2 separate regions of the Mus musculus genome follow, and region 1 is linked to region 2. The links are chromatin contacts, called in public HiChIP or PLAC-seq maps. All regions are on one chromosome and are shown on one strand. Each heading gives the region's core, a stretch centred on a gene start, on an enhancer-like site or on the middle of the called end of the contact. The rest is flanking DNA. Distances are from core to core; before and after follow the strand shown.

Region 1 (5,307 bases), core at 2,588-5,087, 130 kb after region 2:
GCGGCATCGATACATTGTCACTACTCCAGAAGCTCTGGGAGTTTCTCCTGGGTTTTGGTCTTGCAGTGATTCATGAAACTGTTACTCTTGTGTGCTTGTGTCTTAATGTCCAGGTAAAGAAGATACCCCCTCACTTCTTGGCCTCTGTGGGTCCCTGACATCAGTGGCAAGTTACAAGTCCCTAACAAGCCTAAAATCCAACGACTGCCTTGCAAGCCCCACCACGGAGCTAACCAGCCCAGGCCTGACTCCATCCTGAAAGACTACGTAAAAACCCAAAGTTTCTGCATTGTAAATATCCTGTTTACATAAGTTTGGCTGCTGGGAGATTTTGAAATTTTATATTCTGGTACATGCGTAACATTTTGTTGTTTGGAGATTTTAGTCCAGCCCATGTAAATTTCTGAGGGAAAAGCATAGTAGTCCCCTATTTTTCTTTTTAAAATATTACATTTGTCACTGAGGATGTTTAAAGTTGATTAGGCTTTAAAAATCTTTCAAAGAGTGTCTGAATTCATTATAAATTGTACATAGTTGTTATTCAGCTGAATTTTTATATTTGTTTAAATGCGTCTTGGTGTCCAGAGACCAGGTCCAGGTTTTACTCCAGAGACTTAAGCTTAGCAGTTTCTTTCGCTCCTTTATTTGGTGGTTAAATTTGCACAAAAGGCAACTAATTCCATGAAGTACTTCCTGCACTCTGATGTCTGTGTACCATGCTGTAAGGGGAAGTCTCCAGCCACAACTACACAGTGGCTCGTTAAGCTTTCCTTTTACCAGTTGGTACCAACTTTTAGCATTTCATAAAGTTTGTAGAATTGTGCCTTTTTAGGCGGTTGCTGACTTAATTTGTCAGGTATGGAGGAAAAGCATCTTTTCCCAGGTATGCCTAAGACATTGGAAACATTTCAAACTTCAGAACTAATGTTGGCAAGGGGTTACTAACCTCAGAAGTTTCCAGTTTAATGAATGACTTGATAATGATTTTTAAAGAGCTGCAGAGTAACCAGGATGTCTGACTGTGGATATACATTGGAGCTACAATGCTATTTTCCCTGTGTGCAACAATGACTTACATACTGGGTGTTTCATAGCCATTACCACTATGCCATGATTTCTCATTTTTCAAATTGATCTTAGTGTTTAAAAAAAAACAAAACTATACTTCTGTAGGAAAACAGGTTTTTTAAAAAGAGCTGTGTTTCAATTTTTTTTTTTACAATTTTTAAAACAGCTACATGTGTCCCTAAAAATTCCACCCTATTGAAAATAAACACGTATGAAGTGTGTATTCTATAGTGAGTCCTAGGAGGAAAACAAGTGTGCCAAAGACATTTCCTATACTGTTTCATGAAGGGGCCACAGTGCTCACTCTTGTCTGTTGATTTTTATATTTAAACTTAGCAGCTGTGACAAGTAGGAAGTGCATCCCTCCTAAAGCTTCCTGGGGAGTGCTGAACTCACAGGTTCACTCCTTCTATCCAAAGTGTAGGGGTGGGAGGTTCTGGGAAGTGCTTGGAGCGCAGTCTCATGGTGTGGAATCAATCAATAGTAACATGACCAGTGTCACATGTGAGGCAGTGCAGACACTAATCTCTGGGGCAAAGGAGGCCTGCAAGCTCATGACAGACATTGCATCGGGTGACTCAGAACAAACTGAGCAATTTCTTCCTGAGGCTGATGCATTAAAACAGAGCACCTCCATCTTCTCTGATCTGTGTGCACCATATTAAGTGTACAGTGGCCAAAGCCACGTTTAAGTAGTGTCAGGAATAGCAAATAAAGACAGCAGGCCTGCAGCAGGCTGCATGAGGACTTAGATGGTCATGAGAACATTGGGAATTTAGGCTGGCCGTGGGCGCACCTCTACTTTCCTAAGAAAGTCAAAGTGTTTACTGCTTTATCACCACGGCCTGCTCTCACCTGTCATTTATGATTTTTCAGATATAAAACCTTGGTAAGATCTTTTCATACATTTTTATAAAGTAGAAGGGAATACAAGATTCCCCAGTTGGTACACTTTTTCAGATCTGTCCGATAGAAGCACTAGTTTGTGACATATCCCTGCTGCGAACTGCGGACTGAGACATGACACCTGAGGATCATGGCTTTCCCTCCATTATTGGAGCTCTTGATATAAAGTTCATCTGCTACTGTGGAACCCAAGTTTCTGCAGTTGGTTTCGAGCTACAGGCAGTTTGTAACGCTTGCATGAGTGAACAGTGTCTCAGTCTTTAATTTTCAGTGGTACTGTTTATTTTTCAGAACTCCACAAAGAATGCTGGCTATGTCTATCTTTCCATCTGTATTTTGTTGCCTCGATGTACTATATTTGTTGCATGTATATTAAAGATTTTTTTAACCATACAGTACTGGTCTTTTTCCTTGACAAATATAGTTACCTGGTTCAAGTGTTTACTGAACTTCCATTTCAGCACATAGAATAAATATTGAGGACTAATTAAATCCAACACACTAATGGATATGATTGGAGAAAACCCTTCTGTTGAGATTGAATATTATACATACTTTTAAAATATTCCTTATATAGCACATGACATTTTGAGAGTTACTGACTACATATAGGACAATGGTCCCAAGTAACTGAGAGAAGTTGAAAAATTCCTATCCCTTAGTGACATCACAACTCTCTAATATAAAACTGACAGAAATTCTGATATATTCTGAATTTCTTATAATTCAAGAACCAAAGAGTAGAGGGAAAGATAAAGTCCAGTCAACTCGTAGTTTACAGGCAAAACCCGGACACGGTTATAGTCATGGCCTGGAAATATGTTAACATGTTGCCATCATGTGGCCATATGATGTAATTAAAATTTGTAGTAAAGAATATAAGGCACTGAGTATAAAACAGATGTCTCCTATATTCCTTTATTCATTTTTTTGAACCTCTCCAGGAGCACCAGGACTGATGTATAACGGACTTGGGGATTCTTTCCAAAGAGTCCTTCTCATCACAGTATGTATCAGTCTACATATCTATATACATGATATGTAGCGAACAGTGTATTTCCTGGCTTCCCCCACTGTGTGTTGTAACATAGATACAGGCACGGCAGAGAGTAGCTGATTTTTTTTTTTTTTATTAAACTCAGCCTAAACTGTGTATAAGCCCTTTTCCTGTTAACAAGGCAGTGGCCCTCAGAGTCTGGTGACATGTTTCAGCAATCTGGCAAAGTGTTCTATCTGCAGTAAGAATTGCAAATCAAATTATGTTTTCACATTCAATTTGCAAGTGTTTTCTGCAGATTTTTTTGATTTATGTTCATTAAGGAGACTGGACTATAGTTTCCTTTTTTATTATGTCTTCATGCAGTTTTGGTATCAGGTTGATTATGGTTTCATAAAATGAGTTTAGTAGTGCTCTTTGTTCTTTCTGACAAGATAAAGGCAACCAGAGACAATAAAACATTTAAATATATTAGATCTACCCCAAATGAAAAAATTCTTATTGTGGAAGCTGTATTCTGTAGCCATGAACCCCACAGTACACCCTTTTGTTCTTATTGTGGAAGCTATATTGTGTAGCTGAGTATCCCACAGTACACCCTTTTGTTCTTATTGTGGAAGCTGTATTGTGTAGCTGTGTACCCCACAGTACACCCTTTTGTTCTTATTGTGGAAGCTGTATTGTGTAGCTGTATACCCCACAGTACACCCTTTTGTTCTTATTGTGGAAGCTGTATTGTGTAGCTGTGTATCCCACAGTACACCCTTTTGTTCTTATTGTGGAAGCTGTATTGTGCAGCTGTGTATCCCACAGTACACCCTTTTGTCTCAGCAGCTTTACTTGCAAATGCTTTCTGCAGTGCATCTATTGGTCTGGTTCCAGAACTCTGGCTTCTGTTATACTATCAATACTGGAGCCTCCCTGGGACTCCTCTGGGATATCCTGTCACTGCCCTGTGTCATGGAGATCCTGTAGTTTTGGATTGCAGGACTGGCCCTTTCGCACTCTTCGACAGTTCATAGATGGGGTAGATGTTGGGGAGGGTCAATGTTAAAGTCCTGGATTTGGGCCTGGCTTGTAGCTGAGCTGGTCAGTACACCAGCTCCCCCATACTGAAACCACCATGGGAGAGCTCTCTGGCAGAACACTGACTAGCCCACCCAATGCTGCAGCCAGCAAGAGGCAGAGCCAGCTCTTCTACTCTCATGCCCTCGTGCCGATTCATCCCAACCCAGCAGGGCCAGCTCTGCTGTCCAGTTGAGGTGTGGGCTGCTCTCCCAAGTACTACACCCAGCAAGGGGCTGTGCCAACTCTCTTGTTCTCATGCTTTGGGACTGGCTTACATGTGACCCCTTGCAACCAAGGACAGCTCTACTGTGCTGACCAGGAGGGCCTGCTGAGTACTGCTCGGAGACAGCTCTCCTGCTCTCATGACCTTGGGGGCCAGCTCTCCCATCTTCCATAGGTGGTGAGGTGGGGGAGGGCATCTCTCCCTTGCCACAGCACCACACATTAGACAAGTGGCCAGGCCAGCTCTCCCACACTTACACCCCAGGACCAGCTCACTCACAACCCCCCAGCAACCAGGGCCAGCTTTGCTCTGCTCCCTGGGTGAGATGTGGGGCCCCTTCTCCTGAGTACTGCAGTTGGAGACTATGGACATCCGCCTGGCCTTTGGTGGGAATAGACCCCTGCTGTTGCAGGTCCATGAACTTAGACATGGCCCTGGCTGGCAGCATGGGCCAGGACCCCACCATAACCCCAGGTGGCATCACCAGCCACCCTCATCAGGCTGTTCTTCACACTCTCAGCAGTTCTACCTCCCTTCACTGTACAAACATCCCTCTCCCTCTCTGTCTCTCCACCACTACTTGCTCATCATCATAATGATGCCTGGGGCCTCTGTGTTTCTGGTGTCATCTCAGGAGTGTTATGTCCCACCCATTCACTGGACATGGATTGCCTAAGGCATGGACTACCCAGCCAGGCCTGCATGACACTGGCTGGGGGGTCTTCTCTGGTGTGGTCTGTCTGACTGGGTAGCATGGTACCTGACTGGCTCAACTTGCTTTTTATAGGTGTTCTGCATCTTGGTGTCCAGAGACAGGGTCCAGATTTTATTCCTGAGTCTTAGGCCTAGTGTTTTCTTTCACTGCGTTATTCAGTGCTTAAAGTTTCACAAAAGACAACTAACTAATGTCATTAAGTATTTTCTAAGTTCTGATGTCTTTGTAGTGTATTTGTACAAGACAAAGCTGAATTTGCCTGCTTTTTTTTTAATCCAGATGTTTTTATTACTGCATCAGCTCTATTAATTCTTATCTGTTTATCTCATT
Region 2 (4,893 bases), core at 480-2,979:
TGGTTATACAAGCTTGCAATCCCACCAACAATGGAGGAGTGTTCCTCTTTCTCCACATCCTCGCCAGCATCTGCTATCACCTGAATTTTTGATCTTAGCCATTCTGACTGGTGTGAGGTGGAATCTCAAGGTTGTTTTGATTCCCATTTCCCTGATGATTAAGGATGTTGAACATTTTTTTCAGGTGCTTCTCAGCCATTCGGTATTCCTCAGGTGAGAATTCTTTGTTTAGCTCTGAGCCCCATTTTTTAATGGGGTTATTTGATTTTCTGGAGTCCACCTTCTTGAGTTTTTTATATATATTGAATATTAGTCCCCTATCTGATTTAGGATAGGTAAAGATCCTTTCCCAATCTTTTGGTGGCCTTTTTGTCTTATTGGCAGTGTCTTTTGCCTTACAGAAGCTTTGCAATTTTATGAGGTCCCATTTGTCAATTCTTGATCTTACAGCACAAGCCATTGCTCTTCTATTCAGGAATTTTCCCCCTGTGCATATCTTTGAGGCTTTCCCTCACTTTCTCCTCTATAAGTTTCAGTGTCTCTGGTTTTATGTGGAGTTCCTTGATCCACTTAGACTTGACCTTAGTACAAGGAGATAGGAATGGATCAATTTGCATTCTTCTACATGATAACCTCCAGTTGTGCCAGCACCATTTGTTGAAAATGCTGTCTTTTTTTCCACTGGATGGTTTTAGCTCCCTTGTAGAAATTTTCTTAATAATTAATTTTTATTTTAACATAATTATATTTAAGAGGTAGAGGTGAGACTTTGTCCTGATTTTAGATTTTCAAAATTTAAAAACAAACAAACAAACAAACAAAACCTGAAGTCTGGACATACTTACAGGCAGTCTGAGGTGAATGTCAGAGGTCAGGGTCTCAAGCCCGTAGCCTCCCATAGGTAAAGCCAGAGGTAAAGCCAGAGAAGTAGAGACTACAAAGTGGTCCTCCCAAGGGGCTTATTGGGACTCCAAGGCAGGATTTCCCTCTGCCCTTGACAAACCTCCTCCATGGCTCACGAGCTGCAATTCAGTTCAGATCTCACTGCACAGAACCCAAGACTGGACATCCCCACTACACTCGTTTTTCTATGGTCAATGTGGTTTCAAGGCTGTGCTGGACACTGAGTAAGATGAGGTGAATTCTGACCAGATTCACGGGAAGAGAAATGCCATGGGCGCACTCCCTGATGCCACTGTGTCGTTGTTTGTCAGGTTCAAAGGGGGCGTTTGGGACAAATGGAACTCTTCTTCTATTCTAGGTAACCCCCACTTCCCACCCCACCCAACTATGGCATTCTCCTGCTGAGGCTACTGAAGCCTCAGGACCAGGAATCTGCCATGAACTTAGCCTTGTCAGGGTGACTATGGACCACAGTCACCGTGGAGTAGGCACAGCAAAGCCGGCTTTCCAAGCCAAGGCTGCCTCGCCGGGCTCACCAAGGTGCTGCACGAGCCGACCCGCGTTCTGACAGAGGCCCACGCGCCAGGGCGGGGCTTAAGCGAGCCTCTTTAAAAGCTCCTGGGGCGGGTCCCGCCCCCACCTCTCGTCATTGGCTCTCTCCGTAGCGGCCTTGTTCCCATAGGTGCAGGGGGCGGGGGCTGAGTGAGACAGGCGTGGGGAGGGGGGCTTCACCTCAGCGGCTCCGCCCTGCTGGAAGAATGACGTGCGGTTAGGCCTGCGGGGTGACAGGCTCGCCCGGGCGCTGGTGCGGCGTCCCTGGAGACTCGGAGCCCGCCCTCCCGCCCGCCCGCCCGCGCGCGCTTCTCTCGTGGACGGCGGCGGCGGCGCGCGCGCGCGCGAGCGAGGGTGGAGGTGGCTCGTGCGTGCGTGTGAGTGAGCGCGTGTGTATGTGTGAGAGAGCGTGTGTGAGTGTGTGTGCACGCGCGCGTGGAGCCTGGGTACCGGTGCCCGACTGACTGCCTTCCACACCCTGCCTACTCCGCGCCTCCTTCCTCGCCTCTCTCCCGCCCGGCGGGCTGCCATCGTTGAGAGAAGGCCGGGGGACACAGGTGTGCGAGGCTTGCGGGACCGCTGGAGACAAAGGGGGCGCGGAGGTGAGCCCGCCATGGCCTCCCGGAGCCTGGGGGGCCTGAGCGGGAGCCGCGGCGGCGGCGGCGGCGGCGGCGGCAAGAAGAGCCTGAGCGCCCGCAACGCTGCGGTGGAGAGGAGGAACCTGATCACCGTGTGCAGGTGCGGGGCTGCGGGCGCCGGGCTGAGGGAGGTGCTGGGGCTCGGCGCTGCGGCCCGTGCCGCGCGTGTCCGCGGGCCAGCGGGGCCCTGCAGAGGGGCGGGAGCCTCTCCCCGCGAGGCCGTGGGCTAGCCCTCGCGTCTCAGGGTCCTCGCTTGGAGGCTGCCCGGGGAGGGCCGGGGCGGAGCCGGGGAGGAACCGTTTGGAACCGGCCAGCTTGCGTCTGAGGAGAAGAGGGCGGAGGAAGAGCAGCATCCAGCTGCTGTAGTAGTTACTGAGATGTCCCCAAATCCCTGTGCGTTCTCTTGCTGTCGCTTGTTGGCGTACGCATTTTCACTCCTCTCCCTCGGCCCTTATCTGTATTGGGTATCTAAGTCTTGTCAACTACAGTGCTTGTGCAATTGTGGAAGACTCCTGGTCAGTCCTTTTGGGCATTTATTTAAGTGCTTCCTGGTTGTAAATGTAGCCCTTCCTCCAGGAATTATAGAAATAGATCATCACTATCTATAAATCAAGAATTCAGAAAAAAACTGATTTTGAACAAGCTGATAAATTTTCTTTAAGTCTTATAATATTCTAGGCATCCATCTCTTAGTAACTACTCAGAGCCAATACGCTCTGTTAAAAATGATTTTGTTCCATCATACTGGTTAATCATCAACTACTGATAATTCTCTTGTTATCAGGTAAATGATGAAACCTTTCCTGCCTCTCTGGCTTATGTCTATTTTTTTTTTTCCTTATGTAAAATCGTGGCTAGCATCTTAAGCAGATTGCAGATATCTGTAGTAGGAATGACATTCAGTATTTAAGCAACTTTTAAAAAGTTGGATTCTAATGAATGCTCATCTTTCAGGAAGAGCTTTGCTCACAGTTTGCATTGTAAGTGGTAAAGTAATATAGACTATATTTATCATTTGTGCTGTGTAGAATACAAGCTTTTGGGACAGATGGGCTTTATTACATTGTTTTAAATTGAGGCAAATTTCTATGTTAGATTCATAGAAAAATAAGCTAGTTGGGTAGTCTTATCTTTTAAAGATATTAAAATTATTTTTTTAAAGAAATGAGTTTCAAAGCAGGTTCCAGCCTAACCTGTGCTTCTTGAATCATTTATGCTGCATCAGAGCTTCAGCGGACTCAAACTTCCCGATGGTTTAACATTGGAAGGTGGACCAAGTTGATCTAGTGGAAATGTAACGAGCTCATAACAAATGTTGTCATTAGTTAGTGTCTTAGTACCATCTCCTCATTATCTTCATTGTTTTGTCAGCTATACAATAATGTTGGACTAGATTTCTAGGAATTTCAAATAATGGACTTAAAATGAATGATAGCCATCAAGCATCATTTGATCATATTTGGTTTTTAATGTTTCCAAATATGAGCACGGTGATAATGGTAGAAAAATATTTGTAGCAGATAGGTGAGGCACATGCATTTTTCTCTAAACAAACATTTGAATTGTGGTCCCATTTTGTGATTCTTTATTGATGTCCTGGAAAAACGGGAATTTATAAAACTAGAACAAACAAAACTGCCAACCACTACATATAATTTCTTATACTTGCACAGTAAAGTTTTTTCCCTTAAAAAGTTAGATATAGTTTCAGTGCTATATCATAAAACTATACAATTCTGTATATTTAATGACATATACAAGTACAATATTTTTTACTGTTTTGAATTTTGGAATTAGGCTTTAAGATAGTCAGGAAAAGAACTAAATTGATTTTGGGTTCATTATGATTGTGTGTGTATGTGTAATTCAATTTTTTACAGAGAACTCTTATATATTGTAGACTAAAACCACTGTATAATACTTACCAAATAAATATTTAGTTTATTTTTTCATAGGTTGTACTGGAGAGGAAATAGGTTATTTGAGAACTCTAAATTTTCACACACAACTCCAAAATTTATACACTGATTTTAGCTACCCTATTTTGTGTACATATTTTTCATTATTTAGAACTTTGAAAAATTGAGATATAGTTTTCCATATTCTCCCGTCCTTTTCTGTACATGGCCTTGCTGTGTAACCTTAACTGGCATGAAACTTGCTATGTAGATTAGGCTTGCCTCAAATTCACTGAGATCTTCCTGTTTCAGCCTCCGGAGCCATGTGCTTTATACTGGGCCTGCCCTTTGGACTTTTTTAACCTACATTTTTTTATCCACATAAATTCAGATGTTTGTCATTTTTTTTCTGTTGTTATTAAGCTTATGCATTTTTCAAATATTTTTATATTGTATATGAGTGTTTTGCTTACATGTATGACTGTGCTCTATGTATGTAAATTGCTCTCTGAGGCCAGACCAGAAGAGGTGTCAGATGCCCTGGAACTGGAGTTACAAATAGTTGTGAGCTGCCACATGGGTTCTGGAAACAAACATGAGTCCTCCAGAAGAGCAGCCAGCACTCTTAATCACTGAACCATCTCTACAGCTCAAGTTGATATCTTTTTAAGCCTGTGTATTTCTTTGGCCTTAGTTTTATTGGCAAATACAATTAAAATTTAATTTATCTTTCAGTTTATAATAGTATATAAAATTCTAAAATATTCATATTTAACATTTTAAAACAACTTTTGTCAAACTTTTAAGTCAATAGTCTGCTGGCTAGTTTTGTGTCAGCGTGACACAGCTACACAGCTAGAGTCATCAGAAAGGTGAAATCCTCATTTGAGAAAATATCTCCA

The links. HiChIP or PLAC-seq counts read pairs in DNA pulled down with a chosen protein or histone mark.
Region 1: an H3K4me3 HiChIP or PLAC-seq map of embryonic stem cells shows a contact between it and region 2, with 16 read pairs. The contact joins the enhancer-like site here to the promoter of Rundc3b in region 2. A contact is called at or near these places in 4 of 39 promoter capture datasets (the C10 cell line, cranial neural crest and embryonic stem cells), 5 of 484 Hi-C or Micro-C datasets (embryonic fibroblasts, embryonic stem cells, nephron progenitors and 1 more), 3 of 115 datasets of contacts at active chromatin or transcription factors (CD8 T cells, the SCID.adh cell line and embryonic stem cells) and 2 of 9 other capture datasets (adipose tissue and embryonic stem cells).

The regions. Positions count from the first base shown.
Region 1 is chr5:8,487,396-8,492,702 of GRCm38.p6, reverse strand. It overlaps Rundc3b (RUN domain containing 3B), which reads left to right. Exons shown (of 11, transcript NM_001347311.1): 11 at 114-2,367. The coding sequence ends at 259. Among named protein-coding and RNA genes, the nearest start is that of Slc25a40, 67 kb to the right of the region's middle. Within about 2 kb of position 3,837, at least 35 of the 459 cell types and tissues checked have an H3K27ac peak or open chromatin away from gene starts, as enhancers often do. A contact at or near this core is called in embryonic stem cells, where this site is marked.
Region 2 is chr5:8,619,788-8,624,680 of GRCm38.p6, reverse strand. Rundc3b (RUN domain containing 3B) reads left to right here and starts at 1,729. Exons shown (of 11, transcript NM_001347311.1): 1 at 1,729-2,193. The coding sequence starts at 2,069. The region is part of intron 2 of Abcb1a (ATP-binding cassette, sub-family B (MDR/TAP), member 1A); the gene reads right to left.